Regions from separate parts of the Mus musculus genome. Here region 2 is linked to region 1. The links are chromatin contacts, called in public promoter capture Hi-C maps. All regions are on one chromosome and are shown on one strand. The core of a region is the stretch at or near the end of the contact, and the rest is flanking DNA. Distances in the headings are between cores, read along the strand shown.

The links. Capture Hi-C pulls out chosen DNA fragments and counts their contacts.
Region 2: a promoter capture Hi-C map of adipose tissue shows a contact between it and region 1. The contact joins two enhancer-like sites. A contact is called at or near these places in 4 of 39 promoter capture datasets (embryonic stem cells, liver and neutrophils), 12 of 484 Hi-C or Micro-C datasets (LSK cells, astrocytes, cerebellum and 9 more), 2 of 115 datasets of contacts at active chromatin or transcription factors (embryonic stem cells and microglia) and 4 of 9 other capture datasets (adipose tissue, embryonic stem cells, liver and 1 more).

The regions. Positions count from the first base shown.
Region 1 is chr12:40,241,367-40,247,531 of GRCm38.p6, reverse strand. The region is part of intron 2 of Gm40403 (a long non-coding RNA gene); the gene reads left to right. Among named protein-coding and RNA genes, the nearest start is that of Gm40403, 3.7 kb to the left of the region's middle. Within about 2 kb of position 3,366, at least 55 of the 459 cell types and tissues checked have an H3K27ac peak or open chromatin away from gene starts, as enhancers often do. A contact at or near this core is called in adipose tissue, where this site is marked.
Region 2 is chr12:40,428,110-40,434,225 of GRCm38.p6, reverse strand. The region is part of intron 1 of Zfp277 (zinc finger protein 277); the gene reads left to right. It overlaps Gm40406 (a long non-coding RNA gene), which reads left to right. Exons shown (of 2, transcript XR_872699.3): 1 at 1-6,116. Among named protein-coding and RNA genes, the nearest start is that of Gm40406, 14 kb to the left of the region's middle. Within about 2 kb of position 3,250, at least 45 of the 459 cell types and tissues checked have an H3K27ac peak or open chromatin away from gene starts, as enhancers often do. A contact at or near this core is called in adipose tissue, where this site is marked.

The DNA of each region.
Region 1 (6,165 bases), core at 2,117-4,616:
GCCAGCAATAATAGCACTTGAATGATCAGGGAGTTAACCTTTAGCTCAGAGGCACCTTGTGTAGGAATTTGGAGCTGGTGAAGAGACCAGTTTTACTCAAGATAGTTTTAGCACAAAACTATCTCTAGGACTACTTCCATGAGCTAGCATAGCAATAGTTCAGTGCCCACTACAGTTACATTGTTCAAGGACTAAGAGAACTGACCGCCTAATAGCTCCTCAAGGTGAACATGTGTTATTACCTCCATTTTCCAAGTTTGAATTCTGTAGATTTACTATAGGTCTAGATTCTTCCAGTCACTTAAGACAGGAGGGTATATACTGCAGACTAGATAAGCATACAGCACACTGTGTGCCCACCGTCTCTTACTCTCTGAAGTTAGACATTTACAGTAACTGAGTGCAATGGCAGAGGTAGGGCATTGCTTTCCAAAAGTTAGCAGCTGTACACATTGTTGTCAGAATCAAACTCACTGATGGCAAAGGATTGCTATTGCTTCTTTCCTTATCCTTACCTGTAGGTATGTAGAAAGTGACCTTTATGTACTGCACTGAGAATGTGTAAATAGAGAGGCGAGGGTGACTGAGGCAGTCTCTCCTGAAGACTGATACTCTTTCCTATATAAGTGATGTCTCTTACTTTGCCAATTGGAGACTAGGAAGGAATGGCTCTGAGATGAACGTGGCTGGGGGTGTAGTCAGGTCAAGGTGGGAAGCTTCAGTGTTTACAAAGCTGGTGGGTTATCTACATTTCCCAACCTGCCTGCTTTCTTTCTCTCTAAATTGCCTTTTTCCTTTCTTTCAGCTGTGTAAGCAGATGTATCCTGGATTTAAGACTAAAATTTGGAGGCTTACGCCTCCAAATGTAAAAGAATCTCTTTCTCTGTTGCTGGTGTTGTCAAACAAACTAGATATTCTTCCTTTGAGGAAAACAAAGTGAAGCAAAACCACTCTGCAGTTCTAAACTTCTTCATACTTAGCACTCTAACTTCATGACTTTCATTTACTTATTTTTATTTTTTTAAATAAGATCCTGACCACGAAATTCCATACCAGCCCTAAACTACCGTTAAACCTGATGAATGCTCTGCTTTAATCTGGTTTGTTCCCAATAACTGTCATGAAACCTGGTTTCTGATTCCAATTCTACTTCACGACTATCCCCCTGCCCCCCTTCTACATTAGCTCTCTGGTTGTTAAGAGGAAAAGTATCGGCTCAGAACCCCCAAGACCAAGTTCTCAGCACAAAGGAGATTTAGTTGCCCCAGAGGGACAAAGGTAGGAGATAGAGGATGAGGGAGAAAGAGAAGGGAACTAGGGAGAGGGAGGAGGGGTGTTTGTCTCACTCTTCACCCCCCCCCCCCCCCGGGGACAAAGGACTGCCTCAGGATAGAGAGGGGAACAAATGTGTCCCATGGGCAAATGGAGGCTTATAAAGGTATGAGGAGAAACCCTGTGTTAGGATGAGGTGTTTAATTTTAACTGGGCATGTTAATTAGGTGAGCCAAGGGGTCTTTTGATTGCTCGACTTCAATACTTTGATAGCTGGATCTTGGTAGTCAGCCTTAGGAGGAAGAAAGTGGCCAACTAAGGGAATGGACCTTGGTGGTTAGCTTGAAGAATGCAATCTAATGATTTTTAGCAAGGCAGAGGGAATGGGGGAGAAGGGCAAGGCCCGCCGGAGCCATGCTTGCCACCCTGGAGCTGGCCAGAGTCCCTTCAGTTGTACTTTCTTCCTTTCGTGGCTAAAACTCTTCCAAGTTTTCCTTGGCTGTGTTGACACATAAGTAGAGGCACCATCATACGCTAGAGGCAGGCGTGTCTGGGAGTTTAGGCAACTCTGACTTCCCTAAAGCTAGTCGCTTGTCCCTTCTTCCTCTTGTTTTCACTGCTGTTTGAAATCAGTGCTGGCCACAGATGGCAAGGCAGCAGAGGTGGCATGAGGAGGATACCAGGGCCACTCTCCAAGTCCCGTATAATAGTGGGACTCCTTCCATTACACCAGCTCAGCAAGTATCCCAAGGGCCTCATTTCCAAAAGCAATTTGCATATATTCCAGAAACAACTTGCAGATTAAAAGCAAAAATGACAATGCAATTCTTGTGGATCCTCTTACTTTTCTGGCAAACATTCTCAGCAGCCTGCATTTATTTATTTATTTATTTATTTATTTATTTATTTGCCTTCCTTTCTTCCATCTACCTATATACTTGGGTACACCCCAGGTCTAAGTTCTCTGCTTTTTGTCCCTCTGTGTTTGGTCACAGAGGATGGCTTATGTGTGACTGGCTCAGTCATTCATTTGTTTGTTTATTCATTCAAAATGATGTGGTGAGGACCTATATTCTGCTAAGTTCTGGGGATACAAAAATGAACGAGATGTGGCTTGCAGGTGCATGGGTGAAATAGGAGAGGGGAAAGCGGCCATAGGCAAGGGCTTTTAACGTGGTATATTGAGTGCCCCAATGGAGTACTGTGTGTGTGGTTACAGAGGAAGTCCTGGCTTGAGCGTAGAGAGGTGGGTGTTAGAGAAGGCCTCTACAGTATGTGTGGGTCTGGGGTCATTCAGAGATTCCCCAGTCTGAGTGAGCATTAATAAATATCGACAAAGAAGAGCCTTTTATTCAGATATTGGTGCCAGGTCTATACCTGGACTTGGGATTCGCCAATGCTGGGCCCATCCACCTCCATCAGGGGTTTATAAAGGCAGAGAATACAAAGTTACAAGCTTTTGTTTAGAAAACAGAAACAGCAATAAACAAACAAACAAACAAAACTAAACCTCATTAAAACTTAACATTTAGAGGTCTAATTTTGCTTCATAGCTTCCTTAAGCATAGAGATTTTAAAATTTTAAACATAAAGTTACCCATCAGCATACCCGAAAAGGCAGTATTATAAAGAGGGCTGTGGAAAAGGAGGATTTTAGTGGTCTAAGTCAGAAAGCAGAAACTTAGATGTGAGAACTTTCAAAGAATTAACAAAGGTTTCTGGGCACTTTGCAAAGGCTAAAGCCAGATCCTGAAAACTACAGGTTTAAGGCAAGATCACAGAAGGCCCTAGGAAGTGTCTGTCATAGAGTCAGACCCGCAGAGGGAGTATTCTGAGCCATGGGATGAAGAATATAATTCTAAAAAGTCTGGGAGAGTGGAAAAGGCACCAATTTGGAGGGTTTTAGAAGTGGAGTGATCACCAGGTCTCAGGTCCTAACGGTAAGGATGAAGAAAGGAAATGAGTTTGAGAGATGCTTAGGAAATAAAAAGACCTAATGGCTAAAGAGAAAAAATGGAGATCAATCAAGGCCTACCACCATTCTGCGGAAGAACAAGCCGTTCAGCCTTGTGTTACAAAAGCTGGAGCATTCCCGGGCTCTGGCCCAGGGCCAGCCTGTGAGCGCAACAGCCTTGGAGGTTTTGTTCTTACTGCGGTGTGTCTAATCTCTGCTGTCTAATCAACTGGCTTTGACATCAAGGAGACACACCTCTAGGTGAGTCAGATCTCGCCAAGATCAACTGATTTACCTGATGAGGGAGGGAAGTCTCATCCTGAAAGCAGGCAGCACCGCCTGTAAGCTGAGTGGGCGCCTGACAGTTACTAAACAAGAACCATGTACCAAGTGACCTCAGCGCCCAGCCTACTCTGTGAGTCTTGACTACTAACATAATGTGTCGTTTTCTCACCCCTCACTCCCCACCCCCACCCCGATCTGGCTTCCTTCTTAACTCAGGAGAAAACTCCTCCTTCCTTTGGTTGCTTTTGTCCAGCGTGTTGTCAACAGTAATGAGAAAAGTCACAGTGACTGACCCATGAGGTGGTTCTCTGAGACCGTTGAGACTTAGCTGAGCCTCCTGCATGATCCTTTTCAAAGGCTCTGGAGAAGTGGCCCTGAAATTTTTGTCTTCTAAAAATCTATATTTTTTTTCTCTCTGAAAGTGGTCCCAACCCTGTTTCAGTTGGTCTTAACTGCAGACACAAAACCTGAATCCACTCCTGCCAAACCCACTCCCAGCTCTTCCACTATCAGCACCTGACCCCCAGACAGCTGCAGTTCCGTCAGCTCTCTTGATTGCTGGTCATTTTCTCTGGACCCTCCAGCCATCGATCAGCAGTGACTGCTCTCGCTAGTCTCCTTCCCACAGAATCCATCTGACACTGGGCAAACATCACCCTTAACCGTGGCATGTGACCACACTTCAGAATTCTGTTTATTGATGCTGAATCAAAGGCATCTTACATTTTAGAATATAAGCCTTTGGATATTCATTATTCAGGAGTCCCAATATCTGGAATAGAGCCTGTTGTCATCTGCAGTCATAGGGCTGGTCTGACCCATTCCCTCATCATTGTTGTTAGCGACATCGTTACCTGATAAATTACTTCTGAGGGTTCTTCTCTTATCTGAGCAGCTGCTCCGTCATGTACGAGAAATCTAATTTCACTTTCTAAGCTTTTTCTCCTCATAAGACCCCATCTGCTTCGATAGATTCTCATTCAGACACACTAAGACGGTTCTCGTCGTATCAATTTATTATCTCGGTAATCTCAATAAACGTCTCACTCTCACAGTGCTCTTATTTAGGGCTGAGGCATCGCTCTGTTCAGCCTTGTGTTACAAAAGCTGGAGGCCTCTTCCGCTGTGTGTTGATAGTCCTTCAGTTTTATATCGAGCGGGTACTATCACGGGGAAAGTTCTAGAGAAGTAAAATAAAGTTAGGACGTGTTTCCCTCAGAGGACACTTGTGAGTGCTGTGGTGAAGGCCCCTACCAGATTTTTCCTGGGGCTCTTCTTCACACTTCCAGGCCTGTAACATGTTGCTGGTAGAGATCAGAGGCAAAGTGAGGCTTGTGACACCAGCCAACCCACAGGGGGATAACCATCATCATCCCTCAAGAAAGAAAAAGTCATTTCCAACCAGATGTGCTATCGCATGTCACCCATATGACACAAGCAACTGGGAATTGGAGGCAGGAGGATCAAGTGTTCAGCAACATCCTCAACTATGTAGACGGTTCAAGGCCAGCTTAGGCTACATGAGACCTGATTTCATGGCAAAAAGTCCAAACACAAACAACTCATTTCCCAAGGGAAAGCAAAATGAATTTTGTCCTTAGCAGTGCTGAACAGTTGCAGCAGTGTGTGTGTGTGTGTGTGTGTGTGTGTGTGTGTGTGTGTGTGTGTGTAAAAGAGAAAATACTGTTTTCTCTAGCTTTAATCCCTTCCCTATACCAGGTCTTTCAGTGTCTGTGTGGCTTTGGGGATGTGTTATCCTGTGTGTTAGTGGCTAGAGTAAGGTCCAAAGAAAAGCTTGGTGGAGTCTGAGGTGGGTGGGTAGGTGACAGTGCTGGTGCCTGCTAAGGCCTGAGTGGGCATGAACCCCAAGCTAGGGGTGAGGGGTAGACCACTTCAGTCCTTATTTTCAGAAGCATGCAGGAAGGAGAACTTTAGTGGGACACCAAACTTCCTTTCAGTCACACTTAGCATGAAGTCTGGCCCTTGCTCCCTTAAGAGAACTACAAAGAATAGCAAAATTACATACTGTTAAGATTATTAATTATAAATCTAAATTATATTCTCTTCAGTCCAGAATCTTCACTAATGAGCCCCAGGCACAAACAAGGCAATTCATGCTTAGCCACTTTTCGTCCTTTTTTTTTTTTTTTGTCTCTGTTCTATTGGTGGTTAGCTAGGTGAAAGAGGACAAAGAAGGTAAACTAGATAAAGGGAACTAGAAAGATTTCAAAGATACGCAGACCTTTTTGCAGTGGATTTTACCTCTTACTCCCCTCCTCCGAGCAGCCCTAGCTGCTTACACGACACAGTGTCTGACTAAGGTTTCCCGGCTTCTGAGCTAGGCAGTGTTATAAGCAGTCAGTGGCTACTGAGGGTAAATCAGTTTCCTCCAGTGATTACCACGGACAGGTTTTCCAACCTTAAGCAGTCAGCCCTAAACACATGTACATACTGGTAATTGGACTCAGTAGGCTGCACTCACACGCACATGTGTATGTGTGTGCGTGTGTATGATGTTAGGTTTAAAGGAAACTCCAGTTCCTCAAACTCCAAAGGACTATAGGAGGCTCTCTGGTTGGTTCTGAGGAAAGCCAGTGTTCCTCAGCAACTTGTGAAACCGGGTTTTCATCTACCCAAAGGAATCATTTTCCTAG
Region 2 (6,116 bases), core at 2,001-4,500, 190 kb before region 1:
TTACAAAGCAAAGCAGGATGGCTCCCTTTTGTCTTGTTGCTCTTCCTGAAATTAGGTTTGCTGTATAGTTTGTAGTAATGCATTAGAAAATCAGCCTTGAAACACATCGTTCTTATGGTTATCAAGAACAGTTATAACTTTATCTGTGTTAGTTATCTGCAGGAGTTCAAATACACTCCCATTTGTGTGTGAGCTGATTGGTAGCTTTGTGGCAACCTAAGTTGTATTCCACAACTGCATGCTTCACTTGCCTTTTCCTCTTTCTTTTATTTCTTCATGTGTGCAGATGTTTCATCTGCTTGTATGTGTACACCACATTCATGCCTGGTGCCCTGGGACTAGTCACAGAAGTTTATGAGCCTCTGTTTGGATGCTGACAATCAATTCAGGGCTCTCTGGAAGAGAAGCCATCCCTCCAGCCCCAAGTGTCTCATTTTTGTTGTTGGTGGTGGTGGTTGCTTTGTTGTTGTTGTTTTGCTTTGTTTTTTGTTTTTTGTTTTTGTTTTTTTTTTTTTTTTTTTGAGACTGGGATTTTCTGTGTAGCCCTGGCTGTCCTGGAACTCCCTTAGTAGACCATGCTGGTCTAAACTCAAGAGATCTGCCTGCCTTGCCTTATGAGAGCTGGTGTTGAAGGTATGTGCCACCACGGCCCTGCTGAAGTGTCACTTTTAATGTGAAGTATTTCCTGAAGTCACAGCTGAAGTCTTTTTTTGGAGGCTTCCCCATAAACTAGTAGTTTTCTAGAAGAATCTATAACTACTTATAGAGAAGTGGGTTTTATTTGTTCTTCATTTAGCTTGTCACTATATTTCCTAAGGTTTCTCTAAATTCCCACAAACTGTGTGTCTTATCACATTGAAATGTGCTCACTCACAGCTCTGAAGTCCAGAAGTCCAGAATGAAGTCCCCAGTATGGCCACTCTGTTTCTGAAGACTCCAAAGGAAAACTGTCCCTGCCTCTTGAAGTTGTGGGTGGCACTGCGTGTTCTTGGTGTGGCAGCACAACTTGAGTCACCTGTCTTAGACTCTGTGCTCCCTTCTGCTGTTCACACTTCTTCCCCCTTCCTGTCTCTAATGAGGACATCTGTCATTACATTGAGAGTTCGTCATAATCTACTATGATTGGATCTCAAGACTTTTACCATAATTATGAATGCAAAGAACCTGTTTTAAAGTAAGATCACATCCTCAGGTGCTAGATGGTACATGCTTTGTGGGTCACCAATCAGGCAGCAGCATTTACTGAATATATGCACACAGGTAGCATCCTTTTTTTTTTTTTTTTTTTTTTAACTCTATAGAAGTTGGTGCTTAGAGCTTGACTTAGTAGACTTGGAACGTTAAGTTCCAATCCACTGCATCCATTAATATCAAGCCCTCATTACCAAATATATACAATTGTTTCATTGTGAATTTGCCATCATTGCCATTTTTACTCTACTTCCTGTTTATTTTTCAAGGTAGTTTGAGTGTCTACAGCATAATCCCAAGTCCTTTTGCTTATGGAGAAATAGTTATCAATTTGTCCTTCTTGTATACAGTCCCTGAAATCTAGTCTCAGGATGAGACTGAGAGCAGAATGTGCCAAGAACCCTGAGTTTGTAGGCAGAAGAATCAGGTTACTCACCCACAAGGAGATCTTGGATGAACATCAGCTTCTGCGCATTTGCTCTTTAATAAGCAAAACAAAAGTAATAATATTACTGCAAAGCGCTGAGATGATTGGGAATACTTGGCTGATAATTTTTAAAGATGTAAAGTTATATGAATGAAAGTTACATGAGTCACCGAACATGTGTAAATACCAAGCGGTGTGTAGCACTAGGGTGCAAACTGAAAGGCTGCCCCTGTAGACTTGGCCACAAGTTTGTCTCACTTGAGCAGTGTAACCAGCCTCTTCCTCCATTAAACTGTCACTTGCCATTTACTGAAAATGTGTACAGAGTAAGTTTGCTTTGTTGTTGATACAGAAAGAAATCGCCTTGAGAAATGTGCTAAGAGGACAAGACATAGTCTGTGTCTTCTTTGAGGTTATAATTTAACAGGGAACGAGATATGCTTAGCAAGAAGTAGGCTAAGTGCTGAGTGACGAACGGGCCTTTGCTTGGAAAGGGTGATCAGGGTGGCTTCCTGGGAGGCAAGAGACAGGTCGGAAAGATGTAGCCCCTGTGATGAGCACCGCAGCTGAACTAGGCTGACACCTTTCGTAAAAGCAAAGCAGAAGACCAAGATGCTGGCCAGGGGCCTGTCACAGGTTACAGGATATTTGACCATGCTGTGAACCCTGAGATTGATTTATTTACCGAGAAAACACGCACCTTGAATCCAAGACCTAAATAAAGTCAACCTCAGTCAAGAGGCAGAGCGAGGAACCAGCTGATAGGAAGTGACTATAAACAGAAAGGAGTGAAGTTGAGTTTGAAGGGTATTTAGGACAGCCCGGAGGAGAAGGAACTTAATTCCTTCTGGGTCTTTATCAGTAGAGTAGGAAGGTCAGCTGGATACGTTTTCTGCCTCTCAAAGCTAGCTGGTTTTCACCACAGCATCTGGATCCTGAGTCTTCATTGGCTGGGATTTTTAAAACAAGTCAGTGTCTCCTAAAAGTTGCAGCCCCAGAAGAGAAGCAACAGATCACAGCGTCTGATAACTAACTTCTGAGTTATCTAACATTCTGAACCCCTCTGTTGTGACTGGATGTTTCACAGACTTGGCTCCACTAGGATTGATCTCCACTAGGCTGAGCAGTCACCAAACCAGTTAGTAAATCTTCCCAGTTGAAAGACCACGCTGGCAATTCTCCCTAGAAAGAGAAGACTCACATTCTTGATATTCAGGGTTTGGATCTCAGCAAGTGTTTACTAAGCACTAATTAATTATGCATGCGCCAAAAAGAACAAGGACCCAATGCCTGTCTTGAAGGAACCCTGTCTTGAACGAACCATTTAGTTTCTAGAATAGGGGAGCCATGCGGAAGATCACAGGGTCACGGGAAGTGAGAACCAAGCAGAAGGGCACAGGAAGTAAGGGGTCTCCAGCTTCTATGTGAGGCTCAGAGACAGACAGTGGTTTTTGGACAGGACTCTGTCAGATGACCAAGAGCAAGTAGGCCTTTCCTCTAGAGAAGTCTCTGTCAGGGGTAGGGACCCCTCTGCCAGCATTTTCTCAAAGCCTGAATAAATAACAGGGCTGAGAAGGCAGTAAGGACTTCATTGAAAAGACCTGTGCGCCATGCAGAGCAAAGTGGGTTTTCCCTGCGTGCTGAGGAGGAGCAGTGGCGCAGCACAGGGCATGAGGACTCTAGTTAACAAATCTGTTGTTTCTGAAGTTTAATCTGATGTTCAGGTGAAGAGTTCTCCCTAAAGTGTGTGAGCTTTCTAACCCTGAAGCAGCCAGTGCCCCATACCCCGTGCCCTGTGACCCACCCCCGCTGGTGGAACCTTTGGCTACTTCCCTGCCACGGAGATATAGCTGAGGCTTCTCTGTTTATTCTGTTTATTCCTTCCTAGGCAGCAGTGAGTTCCACATTCGAGGGGTCATCTCAGGGCTAAGATCACAGTTAAGTCTCAGTGTAAATGTTCATTTCACTTACTAATGTTGAAATCTGTTCTTCGAATTTTCTTTATTTCCCAGATAAAGTAGCTTTTAGAGCCATGCTTTTCTTATCTGTAAGGAACTCATAGCAGTCACTGCCTCTGCGATTAAGATCCCCACGGGTCTCTCGGTGTCCTCTGCTTTGTTTTGACCCACAGCAAGTTTTTCAGAGTGTTCCAACTGTAAGAAGTCTCACACAAGACCTTGTGTCCTTTGGGGTTTGCAATAAGGAAACATGTGTGTCTTGATGCATATGTTAATTCTTCAAAAAACCTTTGAAAAGTTGTAGTAAAGTTTAGCATGCTATGTGAGGGGGCAGTGTTTGTCATTACTCTCTCCATTATTAAAATGTCCACACAAAGCTGCAGCTCTGCTTCTTGCCAGAGGATTGGCAAGGCCGAGCCACCCTTACCCAAATTCCAGAGATACCCAGGCTCCTCCTGAGTGCTTCTGCTTAAGGCTGGGCTGCATGTGCTGTGAGTTATCGCTGACAGCTCAGATGAATACCATATGGTCCTGATGCTAGATTGCAACTTTACAGATTTTTTTTCTATATTCCTGTTCTGGCTTTTCCCCCATTTTGGTAATGCATTTGAATAGGTCACCTCATGGCCTGCAAATATTTTCTTCAGCATGGTGTCGTCTTTAGTTTCAGAAGCAAGGAAGTGATCTATCCCCTCATCCCCCCACCCTCATCTTAAATGCTGCAATCAAGACAACCATGAAACATTCCTAATTCAAAGAACTTCTCAATCAACTTTTGTGCAATTTAGCCATACTTCCTAGTGTATCTATTTACCTCAAATGGGTCATTTTGAGGGGTTAAAAAAAATGTGTAGCTTCCAGTTTATTATACAAGAAATTGTTGCCAGGCAAAGGTGGCAGCACTCCTTTAATCCTAGACCAAGAAAACGAACACATCTCTGAGTTCAAGGCCACCCTGATCCAGTGGAGTTCTGGACATCCAGGAAAAACCCTGTATTAACCAAAAGAGGAGGAGGAAGAGGAGGAGGTGGTGGTGGCAGGCAGGCAGGCAGAAAGATAGGAAGGAAGGAAGGAAGGAAGGAAGGAAGGAAGGAAGGAAGGAAGGAAGGAATTGTTGTACATTTAAAGTTGTCTGCTTTCTCTAGTTAGTTCCCTTAGTGAAAATAGCAGGAGTATTTAGGATCTGTCGCCAAATATTAATTAATTAACTAATTTGTTAATAACCACCACCCCCTTTGCTGAGAGTTATTCTAAAGCCTTTGTGTGATATTTTAAAAGACCAAGCAGATGACTTGAGACCCACACGAGACCCAGGGAATTAAATAGCTAGGCGTAAGTATAATCTGGATCAAAGTTTCAGGGGGAAACAAAGGAACTGATGTATCCATCAGAAACAAAGGGTAGCAAAATACAACGTGACGGATCTGGAGAGTAAAACCGAGTGCCCTGCCTGGAATCACGCTAAGGGTAATTCTTCAGGCAGGAAGACCGACTTCTCCAGCATCTCCTCAGTAAAGCTGCCTGCTCTAAATCAAGGGAACACTTGGCTGGATAGCTAGCAGTAACATAGGCACTGAAACGATGGGCAAGGGCTCTCAGGATCACTCTGAGCCACAAAGCTGGGTTGTCTTTAATGGAAGATTTGTTGTTAGAGCAGTGGGGTGACAAATGTTGGCCACAGAGGCCGAGTCAAGAATGTACTCCTGCAGCTCTCCTGCATGGCTCTGGCAGGCATCTACACTGATGGTCGTTAGTGTCCTGTCTCCTGTTCTTCAGTGATGTCTGTTGATTCTGAGCCCAAGGTTACCTGAGTGTCCACTCCTATTATGTCAGCACATTTTCATAAAATGTGTCATATGTCCAGTCCACCGGCCCACATCCATATTGTCTCTTCCTTGTATCTTTTCTTTGCCCGTTTCTCTCTTAAACTCCTACGTTCCTTATGGCTTGGTTAAGATTTCACCTTCACCTTTTCTAGAAAGTGTTCTGCATCACTTCTTGTTTCACCCTAAGAGTAACCCATCGATCCATTCTCTTCCTTTCTCGATCAGTTTCTGAGTTCACTTTCCATGCGAGAGTTCAGACTGTAATACTCTTCACTCTTTTACATTGTGCTCAGATGGCCTGTAGGTGATGTGAGTTCCTCTTGACTTGGTACCCAGCCCTGGGATAGGATTAGACACCTATCTGCTGTATGTTCAGGGCTGAACCATCTTCTCCTTGTCTTTAGTGTGCTCTGTGCTGTGCATATGGTTGGTGTTTGTACTTGTCAGTGTGGGTGGACACATGTGTATACAGATACATGTGCATCTGGATGAAGTACACATAGAGACCAGAGATCAATACTGGAATCTTCCTTACTCACTCTGCACCTTTATTTATTTATTTATTTTATTTTATTTTATTTTATTTTATTTTATTTTATTTTGAGACAGGATCTCTCACTGAATCTGAAGTTCATCCATTTGTCTAGGCTGGCCAGCCAATGAGATTCAGGGTTCTCCTGTCTCCAACCAAATCCACTATGGACTGGCAGTGCT